Linked DNA regions of Macaca mulatta: regions 2 and 3 are each linked to region 1. A link is a contact called in public Hi-C data. All regions are on one chromosome and are shown on one strand. The core of a region is the stretch at or near the end of the contact, and the rest is flanking DNA. Distances in the headings are between cores, read along the strand shown. Region 1 holds the start of MEST (mesoderm specific transcript). Region 2 holds the start of KLHDC10 (kelch domain containing 10). Region 3 holds the start of TMEM209 (transmembrane protein 209).

Region 1 (3,564 bases), core at 500-2,999:
AAAGGTCAGATGACAAAAAGCATTAAGTTTTGATGATCAGTTGCCCAGCGCTATCTGTCCTTTACTTCAATGCATACATTTTCATGTGCGGATTTCATTACTCCTTTCCCCCAGTGCTTCTCATCGCGCTCCTCCATGGGGTTCCAGCAGCTGAATCTCTGCAGTGACTCAGCAGAGAGCCCCGGGAGGGGCGGCCAGAGCGGCAAATGGGGAGGCTTCCCCGCTGGCGCTTAGGGAAAATGGGGGTTAAAAATCGAGGCGATCGACCAACATACTCCACTCCTGGACACCCCCCTCCACACCCTCCTCCTCTTACTCCAAGAAAGCAAAGCGGCAACCTTTCAAGGAGCCGTTTCTTGTCTCATTACCTCAGTAAAAATGCCCCCATGACCTTTTAGGATTTTTAGAAGTGAAGCAGCCTAGCAGTCAGTAGGCGAAATGGGTTAAGCAAACATTTTTTGGCCAAAATCCCAATTATTTGATGAGCCATGAGCAGAGAAAATAAGCAAACTCCAGTAACAAACTTTCCAGAAATTTCTGGGCCTTGATTTCTTCATCTGGTAAACAGAAAAACACACTCCCGTAATAATATCACCCAACCTGCTGCCCACCTGATGGCGTCGCCGCAAAATGAATGAACCACTTTATAAACCCGCGAAACTAAGGCGAACAATCGCTGCGCAACATGACCGTTTGGTCACATCGCCGTTCTCACTCGCGCTTGTTACTGAAATCTAAAAAATACTTAAGTAGTCACTCTGCGGTGACTCCCGCCACCGTGGTACCTGGGTCTTGAAATCCTAAGGTGCACCGCGGCGATCTCGGCACTGCAATTATCTTGTTTTTGAAATTCTAAGGTGCGCCACAGAGATACTGGGGTTCTAAAAACTCTAAATCGCACCAGGACGATGCTAGGGTCTATCCTTTAGGTCGCACCACGGCAATGGCGGGGCTAAAAATCCTACATCGCACCAGGGCTCTTTGGGGGTCTAGAAATCCTAAATCGCGCCACGGTAATGGCGGGGTCTAAAAATCCTACATCGCACCAGGGCTTTGCCGGGATCTATAAATCCTAAATCGCGCCACGGCAAAGGCGGAGTCTAAGAATCCTGAATCGCACCAGAGGGAAGCCAGAGTCCAAATATCCTAAATCAAATCAGGGCGATGCTAGGGTTTAGAAATCCTAAATCATGCTGCAACAATGAGTATAAAAATCCTAAATCGCGCCAGGGTGATGCCAGGATCTAAAAATCCCAATTCGTATCAGGGTGAGACCAGGGTCATTATGGATCCCAAGTCATATCAAGATAACGCTGGGGTCCAGAAATCCTAAATCTCACCAAGGCAATCCCGGGGTCTAGAAATCCTAACCCAAAGAGGTCCCGCGCTCTGAACATTCCATTGCGTGCAGGAGTGACACCCCCTCCTCAAGTAGGCAGAGCGGGCGCGGAATGCGTGCCGCCTGTCGGTAGAGTTTTCGCCCGAAGGCAGCCCCGGCTCGAGCACGGGCAAGCAGTCCGCCACTCGCCCGCGCCCTAGTCCCAGGGCGGCCAGCCACACCCCCTCGTTCCCGCCGCACACCCACCTGCGGAGGCGATCTCGGCGCACCATGGCCGCGTTATCCCATGCCGCCCGCCGCAGCGTTGCAGAGCACCGGGCGCCGCGGAGCCCGCAGCTGTGCAGGGCCAGCCGGCAGCAGGGGCGCAGCCCGCAGCCCACAGCAGCGCAGGGCGGCGCCGCGCCCGGCAGCTACAGCCACTCTGGCGTGCGCTGCGGCACTGCGCTTGCGAGGCGCAGCTGCCGCAGAGGAGGTGCCGTGGTGTGCTGGTTGCCGCGGCAGCGCGGAGCGAGTGGGCACCGACTTTTAGAGCCCACCCGCGCCCCGCCCCTAGCCCGCCCATCGCCGCAGAACCCCTACCGCCTGCTCCCCCGCTCGCCGCAGAGCCCCTCCCAGCCACTCTGCCACTGCCACGGCCACAGAGATGGGGTGCCCCTCTAACAGTGGCTCCTTTAGGGAGCACCTTCAGGGGTGTCGAGCCCCCTCCCCAAGACCCCGCTACTCCCTCGTGAACCCCCAACCCTGAGCCCGAGATTCTGCTGCAGAAACCCTCCCCTGACGAGTTAAGGCCACGGGCAAAAACAGCAGACCCCTGAGAGCCCCAACACTTTCCTTAGACCACCCACAAACCCCACAGGCCGCCCACAAGCCCCACAGGAGGATGGCCGCTCGACCTAAGGGGCAGCAGGGCTCGGGGGTGCCGGCCGTGGCGCTTGCTCCCGTCCCTCGTACTGAACCGTGAGAGGTGGCAAGCCACGAGGGCCCTACGCGCCCTAAGTCCCTAACTCCCGGTAACCACCAAGGGCACGAGCAAGCGGCTAGGGAGCGACAAGCTCTGCTGGACCCACCACCAAGCTAGTAAACAGATTCATGGTATGGCCACTATGGCCAAAGTTGCACAAAGTCCGGTTTCTGCCACTCCAGCCACCGCCACCGCGCGGGGCAGGTTTCCTTTACAGCAGCGCGACGTGGTCGGCATGCCAGACTCCCGGCCACAGCAGCGCCCTCGCAGCCCCGCTCCCTGCATGAGCCAGTCCGCGCTGCACAGAAGAGTGGGCACAATTAGGAGAGCAAAGCCCCCTTTATTTACGTAATATAGAATCACAGTGCAAGGGCTCAGTGGCACAAGAAAGAGGGAGGAATTTTTCTAACCATAATCCTTTAAAAGGCATCCCTTACGCCTTTGAAAAGTGTAGAGTATCACGAAGTGTCTGTGTTCATTTTCTGACCATAAACTGAAATACTGGCGAACGCACGCGGGGCGCAAGCTGGTGAGCGGGGCGGCCGGCCGGCCGGCCGGTGCCCGCTGCATCCAGAGGGGGCGCTGCAGGCCTCCCTTCGGTCGCGCACGGCCCAGGCCCTCCGCGACTCTGTAACTCTGCACCCGAAAGGTTCGGCGCTGGCCCGCAGGGCCTCCAACCCGTGACCCAGGGCGACCCACGGACACTGAGGAAACTACCGCCTATAAGCCTGTCATCAGAACCTGTGGCACAACACAGGTACACTTCTGCAGGGGTCTGGTTGCCCCCAGTAAACGCACTCATGAAACAAAAGCTGATTTAGCACCTACAGCGCGCTAAGAACCGGGGATGCGAAATAAATGAGAAATAGCCCCGGCCCGAGAGCAAGACGCAGGCCATCTGGAGGGGCAGACAGACAAGAACTGCCACTTTTTAAAATTTTCCTTGTAATTTCCTAGTGACGTTTGTGGCAGTTGACCCACTCCTTCCTAACATGTAAGGCCCTCAGAGGCCGAGCCCAAGTATTATTCGCCTTTTGTATCCCCAGAGCCCGCCACGGTGCTGGCCCCTAATAAATCCTGCTTGAATAAGTACAAGAATTTGAGGGCGCACAGGGGAGGAAGTAATTAAGGGGAGGGGGGAAGGGTGGTCTTGAATGATGAATAGACATTTACCAGAGAGACAAAGAACATTCCAGCCGGAGGGGACGGCTTTCGCAAAGCACTGGAGGCTCAGGGCCGCGCGTTTGCGGAAAACGGGAAGTCC
Region 2 (3,564 bases), core at 369-2,868, 430 kb after region 1:
GATTGCTCCTTTTTTCTTTTTCATGTTAAGGATCATATATTTGGAAATTCTAGGGCGCCCAGTCTGATATTAACATCTCAAACCCAACTTCTGGTATATTATATGATTACTTACAAATGCCTCGATTTAATTTTAATGGCGCATATAAATGGTGTAATGTACATTTCTAGCACACATCAATAACCTCATCACAAACATAAGCAATTGTCTCATTAAATGTGCTAAATTAATTTCCTTTGTCATCTTCAATTTAATCAAATAATAATTTTTGACTACTTAGAAGTATAAGGCACAGTCATAAGTACAATTCAAAAAAATCAATTCATCATGTTCTCAAAACTCATCAGCTAAACAAATATATCACTAATATAATCAATATTATTCACAAAAAAACACGATGAATAATTAACACATCATTCCTGATAGTTCTTTTCATAGTAAAAATAGGCTTGCCCAGTGGGATATTTGACATTCTGTGCATTATTTAATTCCCTACCTTCCTTCTACTAGATTGAATATTCGATTACAAACGTACCTCTTTAAAATTGTCTACACATACATAGCCACTTGATTTTATTTTGTTTTCAAAAGCATCTGAACTCAAGACTACAGCACTGTAGACCAAAATGTGAAATAATGGTATGGGGTACATTTTTCCAATTCTTAGTTGTTTTTATATCGTAAACACAGCATAATTTTGTCACTAGGTATATTTTTGATCTTCACTTTCTCCCCTAAAACCTAGACCCCATTATCCATTCTGTCTCTGGACATTCCAAAATATTAATAATCCAACTAGTTTTCCCTAATTCTGTAGGTTCTCTTTCCCATACACTCCCAGCCAACACTCCCCCACCCCTTTCTTCTGTTTCAGAATGCCTCTTACACACACACCCCGGGTAGTTTTTACAAAATCACTCCTTGGAATGCGCTTCCCTCTTCTCTCCTTAACTTGGCACCCTTTTTGAAATAATTTCCCACAGCTAGGCGCCAATGTCTTTCATTTACAAGATCAAACTGCGGAAGGGGAAGAGATTGGGAACCGAGTAACAGAAACATTTGGAAATGTCAATGAGACAGTGGCCTCTCCTTTGAAAAGAAAACACAACTCTCAGTACAGAGCTTTCAACAGAGCAAAGATACTTTTCTTCGCTGTGCTCCTGTTCCCTCCCTGACCTCAAAGACACCTTCCCTTTTCTCTGATCCCCAGTCTCTCTGCTATGCGTGGGGCCTGCCTTTCCTCCTCCCAAGGAAAAGAAAGCCAGGGAGAAAAAGAAAAGGTAGCAGTCACCTTCCCGCCCGCCGCGCCCGCAAGCGGTCAGGACCCTGTCCCACGACTCACCTGGCAGGTGCGGCCGCCCGGAGAGTTGCACGAAGCGGTTGAGCTGGCCAGTCCCCCGACCCCCGCTGCCCCCACTGCCCCCGCCGGCCCCGCTACCTCCGCCACCAGCGCCGGCGGCGCCTCCTCCCCTCCGGCGGTTCCTGTCCCAGCCCTGGGCGGCCGACATGACCCGCTAACGATTGCCGCAGCCCGGTCCCGTCAGCGCCTGACCCGGCGGCACCAGCGGAACCTCCTTCCTGGGCTCCTTCAGAGACCCAGGAGACAGGGGAAGGGGGCAGCGCCCGGTCCCACCAGAGACCAATGACTTACCGCCTTGGTGAAAGGCAGCCAATGGTCAGTCGTTTTCTTGGTAGGTGGAGGGAGGCGGAGAGAAACGTGGTAACCATAGCTATGGCTAAAAAAAAAAAAAAGTGGGGAGAGAGAAAGGCAGAAGCAGCCACTCCTCGCTCTCATCGTCCGCGCTGGGCTGGCCGGCGTCACCCCGACTCCTGCGGGACCAGGCGGGCCAATCGAAGGCCGAGTGTCAGAGGCCGCGCCTGCGGAAACACGGCGACGGCCAGTGCCTCAGGTTTGGTTAGGGTTCAGGAACTCTTTCCTGTAAACATTGCAATCAGACACTGGATATAAGCATAATACACATATTTGGGGGCAATACGGTATTCTGCCAGCTTTTCAGACTGAGATCCCATTCCCTGACAGTTGACACAAAGGGCTTGCTTGGGGTCGGGGTGGGTGAGGGGACCCGGGGCGGAGTCAAAGTTAAAATGTAAGAACCAGATATTCCTGGGTTTCATTTGTCTTTCAGTCGGATTAACTGCACTCGTCCCTGTATAAGCCACGTCCCAATCAAACAGTTTTAAACCTGGTTAACAAATACGGGAAAATGCTCACTCTCACCAGTAATCTTAGAAATACAAAATAAAACCCCAATGAGAAACCATTTTTGGCTTATTACCTCAGTAAAGATTTTTCAAATAACACCCGGCAGTGTGTGGAATGCCAAGAAAAAGGTATTCTCATAGATGGCTGATGGCTCTGTAAATATTTTTGTTCACTCAAACTCCTTTTGGCTAGTAGAAAATTTTAATCAGCTTGGAAGATATATAATCAAAAGGAAATGTAAAATTAAATAAAAGGCAGTAACGGGTATGGAAGATCAAGATCAAAGAAAACTTTCGATGTGCCGATCAGGAGTCCTATTGTTCCAAAATTAAACAGAAATTTTGGCTTGAGACTTACTGGGCGCATTGCAAACTGGGAAAACAGACTACACACTGATGTTTCTAAATGATATGGAAAAAGCATATCAAATTCCTCAAGGGAAACAAAACTTTTCAAGGTCCTTAGATGTGACAGATTTTTTTTCTTTTGCATTAGAAGAACATTTCATGGTTGCAGGGGAAAAAAGAAATTCTGCTGGAGCTGAGGACAAATACCCTTTGGTCCTGGTGTGCAAATTTCTGGTCGCCACTGGCCCTGCCTCCTTGTTTTCTTACTTCCAGTCCCTGTAGGCAGAGATGTTTTAGCTACTAGCACCATAGCACACTACTTATGAAATGTTTGAGACTTTAAAAAAAAAAAAAAAAAGCCTGTGGTTCTAAAATATGAAAAACAATATATGTTAACTTTTTTTTTTTTTTTTTTTTGAGACGGAGTCTTGCTCTGTCGCTGAGACTGGAGTGCAAAGGCATGATCTCGGTTCACTGCAACCTCTGCCTCTCAGGTTCAAACAATTCTCCTGCCTCAGCCTCCCAAGTAGCTGGGATTACAGGCATGTACCACCACACCTGGCTAATTTTTATATTTTTAGTAGAGATGGGTTTCCACCATGTCGGCCAGGCTGTTCTCCACCTCCTGATCTCAGGTGATCCACCTGCCTCAGCCTTCCAAAGTGATGGGATTACAGGTGCAAGCCACCGCGTCCAGCCCGTGTTAACTTTTCTAAAGAACCTATACCTTTGAGTAACCAAATAGTAAATGAGGGAAACTTTCTCTTTAAAAGAGTAGTCCAAGTAATAAATAAATAAGGAATGATAGGATGTCACCATTTTGCAACCCCTAATGAATTAAGAGATCTACCCATTGAGCATCAACCAGTTAGTGTCACAAAATAAGAGGTGAGACATTATGTGCCATTCTGGGGCGGGGAAGTAGTTGAACAATTCTGCTTGAGATGACACTAAAAAGGTAAACCTCACCAAGGAGCTTAAATTGAATCCTAA
Region 3 (3,564 bases), core at 521-3,020, 290 kb after region 1:
CCTTGAATAAATGCACACAACAGTTTATAGATTACATGAAGAGGGAAAAACACAGATGTGCCCGTTATGAACTACTATGAACTATGTCAAATGCATACAATTTCTTCTTAGGAAAGTCACATAGGGAGCAGGTGGGAACCTGGTATTCTAATTATTATTATTATTATTATTTTTAACAGGGTCTCACTCTGTCGGCCAGACTGGAATGCAGTGGCACCATCTCGGCTCACCGCAACCTCGGCTTCCCAGGCTCAAGTAATTCTCCTGCCTCAGCCTCCAGAGTAGGGATTACAGGCGCGTGCCACCACGCCCGACTAATTTTTTGTATTTTTAGTACAGGCGGGGATTCAGCGTGTTAGCCAGGCTGGTCTCCATCTCCTAACCTCGTGATCCACCCGCCTCGGCCTCCCAAAGTGTTTGGATTACAGGCGTGAGCCACCGCGCCCAGTTGGTATTCTAATTTTGACTGTACCTTGAGCTCCTTCACTTTGAACAATTTTCAAGTTAGTTCATCTCTAAATCTAAAACTAGAGCAAAACAACATTGCTGCTAAAGCAATCTAAAAATGATAAAACTTAACTAAAAAAAGTTAGCTCTTTAAGAGCACAGGGTACCTGCCGATTTTCATTAATATACAATACCACGCGGTATTAACCTTACGATCATTTTAGGAAAAACTTTGGCCATTGGGCATGCATGATGTAATAATCCAGTAGCTTATTGTGACATGGTTTAATGTTTTTATTAGAGGCACACTTCAGAACAAATCCCCAGGTCCTGGGATTCTGGCTGTTGACTCTCGAACGCGTCATCTCCTCCAGGAGGCTCGCGAGAGCTGGGGCTGGGCTGTACGGGCCTCCTTGGGGCGCACTGCACCACCTCACCTGCCTTCGAAATGCATCTTTGGGCCTCCGCTGGGGTTGAGCTCCTCTGGGTAGTAACCAGGGGGCTCTTATTTTCTATATCCCTGCACCTCGCTCAGCGGCACACTTGTGCTAAATGAAACAAAGCCCAACCTTTTCCTCAGGATGAGAAGCTCTTCCAGAAAATACATAGGAAAACGTGTTGTTATTATTTTTAATCTCAAAACCACCAGCAACTTCAATAAAACAAATTTTGGGTGTGCTTGTTACTGCTGCACCCTACTAAACAGATTATTTAAGAATTCAGGCTGGCGCCATGGCTCATGCCTGTAATCCCAAAAGGCAGTGGGAGGCCAGCAGGCGTTTGGGAGGCTGAGGCGGGAGGATCCCTTGAGGTTAGGAGATAAGAGGCCAGACTGGCCAACGTGGCAAAAACCTGTCTCAAACAAACAAACAAAAAAAGACTTTACATGGGGTCAGAACTCTTGACACAGATGTTTTAGCATAGGGGAAAGAAAGAAATGCTTTGTTACTGATGGTGTCCTGGCCACTTTATCATGCCACTCTATCCTACGGTGAGCCACCCTACTTGATCAGTTTACACATGTGAGTCTATAAATGCCCTACGGAAGCTAAAATTATATTAATAGATACAAAATTCGGCTCGTTATAATTATTTTTACTGCGGGTTCTCTGAATTTTGCTGCTTAGCTTTCACCCGCAGCTGAGTGGGAGCCACAAAACCAAGACCTGTTTCCCTGGTAACGCTCCGAGCGCCAGGGCCTGCGACCCCTCCCTTTCTCGCGAGAAGAGACTGCCCAGTTCTTCCGGTAACTTTAGAGCCGCCTGCCGGTCGCCTCCCTCTTGCCCTTGGCTTCGCGCATGCCCAGAGAGAGTGGCGGGAGTCTGCGTTTTCCGGCCAGAGGACACGGTGCGTTTTCGGGGTCATGTTTGTGCTTCCTGTTTTGGAATCCACGCGGGTTGTGGGAGTTCCGCGCCTGCTGATCTGTTCGGGGTTTAGCCGAGGGGGGATGTGACTAGGTGTCCCGCCTCTCTAGGGGAAGGGAAGAAAGAAGCAATAGAGTCGCTGAAGTTCGTGCCGAGGAGCCGGGAAGGGAAGCTCTGGACTGGGAAAGGGACGCGGGGGCTGAGTGGTGCGAAGGCTGTTGCTCTATGCCCTGTGGGATACAACTCCTTGTCGCTGGAACAAATTTTGCATTGTCTGTAAGAGTTGAGCCTAGCTGAAGAAAGGAATTACAAATCCCAAATGTGGACCAAAACAATGCACGTTTTCCCCTCTCTCCCTCTTACTCCCCTCACTACCCCATCATGAGTACGTGCCCTTCTGAAACTTAAATCCTTATCCTTTATCCACACACAAAAGGGAGAGCCCTGGAGTACAGCCGTCCAAATGCAGAGTTGTTTAGATAGTAATGGCGTCTGCATGAGGATGTAGAAGAGTCCTTATGACTTACAGGAGATATGGAATATAGCCTCCCAAACTTGATATTTTGAGTTTCTGAAATTAGCCTTCTGCCTGGTCCTTGTAACATACCCCAAAGACAAAATACAAAGTATTTCCAGACATAATCATTAATCCTTAAATTACAAAATAAGACATTTTTATATATTGGAAGTATTAAGTTGTTCTTAAATAACCAGCCACGGCTGGGCGCGGTGGCTCACGCCTGCAATCCCAACACTTTGGGAGGCTGAGGCGGATGGATCTCAAGGTCAGGAGTTCGAGACCAGCCTGGCCAAGATGTCGAAACCCCATCTCTACTAAAAATACAAAACTCAGCCGGGCACGATGGTGGGCGCCTGTAATCCAGGCTACTGGGGAGTCTGAGGCAGGAGAATTGCTTGAACCTGGGAGGTGGAGGTTGCAGTGAGCCGAGATCACACCACTGCACTCTAGCCTGGGAGACAGCAAGACTCCGTCTCTAAATAAATAAATACATAGCCAGCCACTTCTCTGTTGATTACACTGTGATGCCAATGAAGTTATGTATAATTTTGGGTTCCCTTTCTATATACTGATACTAAAATGGAAAAAGTTTTGGTAAAACATTTTAAAGATGAGAGAAGGTATATGTAGTTTCAGTTACCTTTGTAAGGGATGCAAAATTTGGTTTTTAAATGGAGCAATAGTTTCTTTTGGTTAATTCCTGTGCTTTTTGTTTTTTTCATAGATGCAGGGGGAGGGACACCCTAGTGCTTCCCTTATTGACAGAACCATCAAGATGAGAAAAGAAACAGAGGCTAGAAAAGTGGTCTTAGCCTGGGGACTCCTAAATGTATCTATGGCTGGAATGATATATACTGAAATGTAAGTGAAGCAGCCCAAAAAAAGTGAAAATTTAAGAAGCTGGTGACTGGTTCCACAGATTTTTGTGTTTTTGATTTTTGGTGTTTTTAAGATCATTGGAAAGCCTTTCTAATTTTTTTTCAGGACTGGAAAATTGATTAGTTCATATTACAATGTGACATACTGGCCCCTCTGGTATATTGGTAAGTAATTAATTTTCACTGTAACTTACATTTACCAATGAAAAACTACTTTCAGGTTTAATTCAGCTTAGTATACATTTACCAATGAAAAACTGCCTTTAGGTTTAATTCAGCTTAGTATACATTTCCTTATTCAACAAGTATTTGCCTGCCTGCTGGGTTGTAAAAACTGGGAATACAGCAGAAAGGG

Evidence for each region. Hi-C and Micro-C count contacts between places; a contact is called where the count stands out from the background.
Region 2: a Hi-C map of fetal cortex germinal zone shows a contact between it and region 1, with 3 times the contacts expected there. The contact joins the promoter of KLHDC10 here to the promoter of MEST in region 1. A contact is called at or near these places in 3 of 14 Hi-C or Micro-C datasets (fetal cortex germinal zone, fetal cortical plate and liver).
Region 3: a contact with region 1 is called in a Hi-C map of fetal cortical plate, with 1.7 times the contacts expected there. The contact joins the promoter of TMEM209 here to the promoter of MEST in region 1. A contact is called at or near these places in 2 of 14 Hi-C or Micro-C datasets (fetal cortex germinal zone and fetal cortical plate).

The regions. Positions count from the first base shown.
Region 1 is chr3:170,180,762-170,184,325 of T2T-MMU8v2.0, reverse strand. MEST (mesoderm specific transcript) reads right to left here and starts at 1,749. Exons shown (of 12, transcript NM_001260942.1): 1 at 1,586-1,749. The coding sequence starts at 1,611.
Region 2 is chr3:169,749,327-169,752,890 of T2T-MMU8v2.0, reverse strand. It overlaps KLHDC10 (kelch domain containing 10), which reads right to left and starts at 1,618. Exons shown (of 10, transcript XM_077997333.1): 1 at 1,439-1,618. The coding sequence starts at 1,508.
Region 3 is chr3:169,889,659-169,893,222 of T2T-MMU8v2.0, reverse strand. TMEM209 (transmembrane protein 209) reads left to right here and starts at 1,770. Exons shown (of 15, transcript NM_001257572.1): 1 at 1,770-1,794; 2 at 3,056-3,192; 3 at 3,316-3,374. The coding sequence starts at 1,792.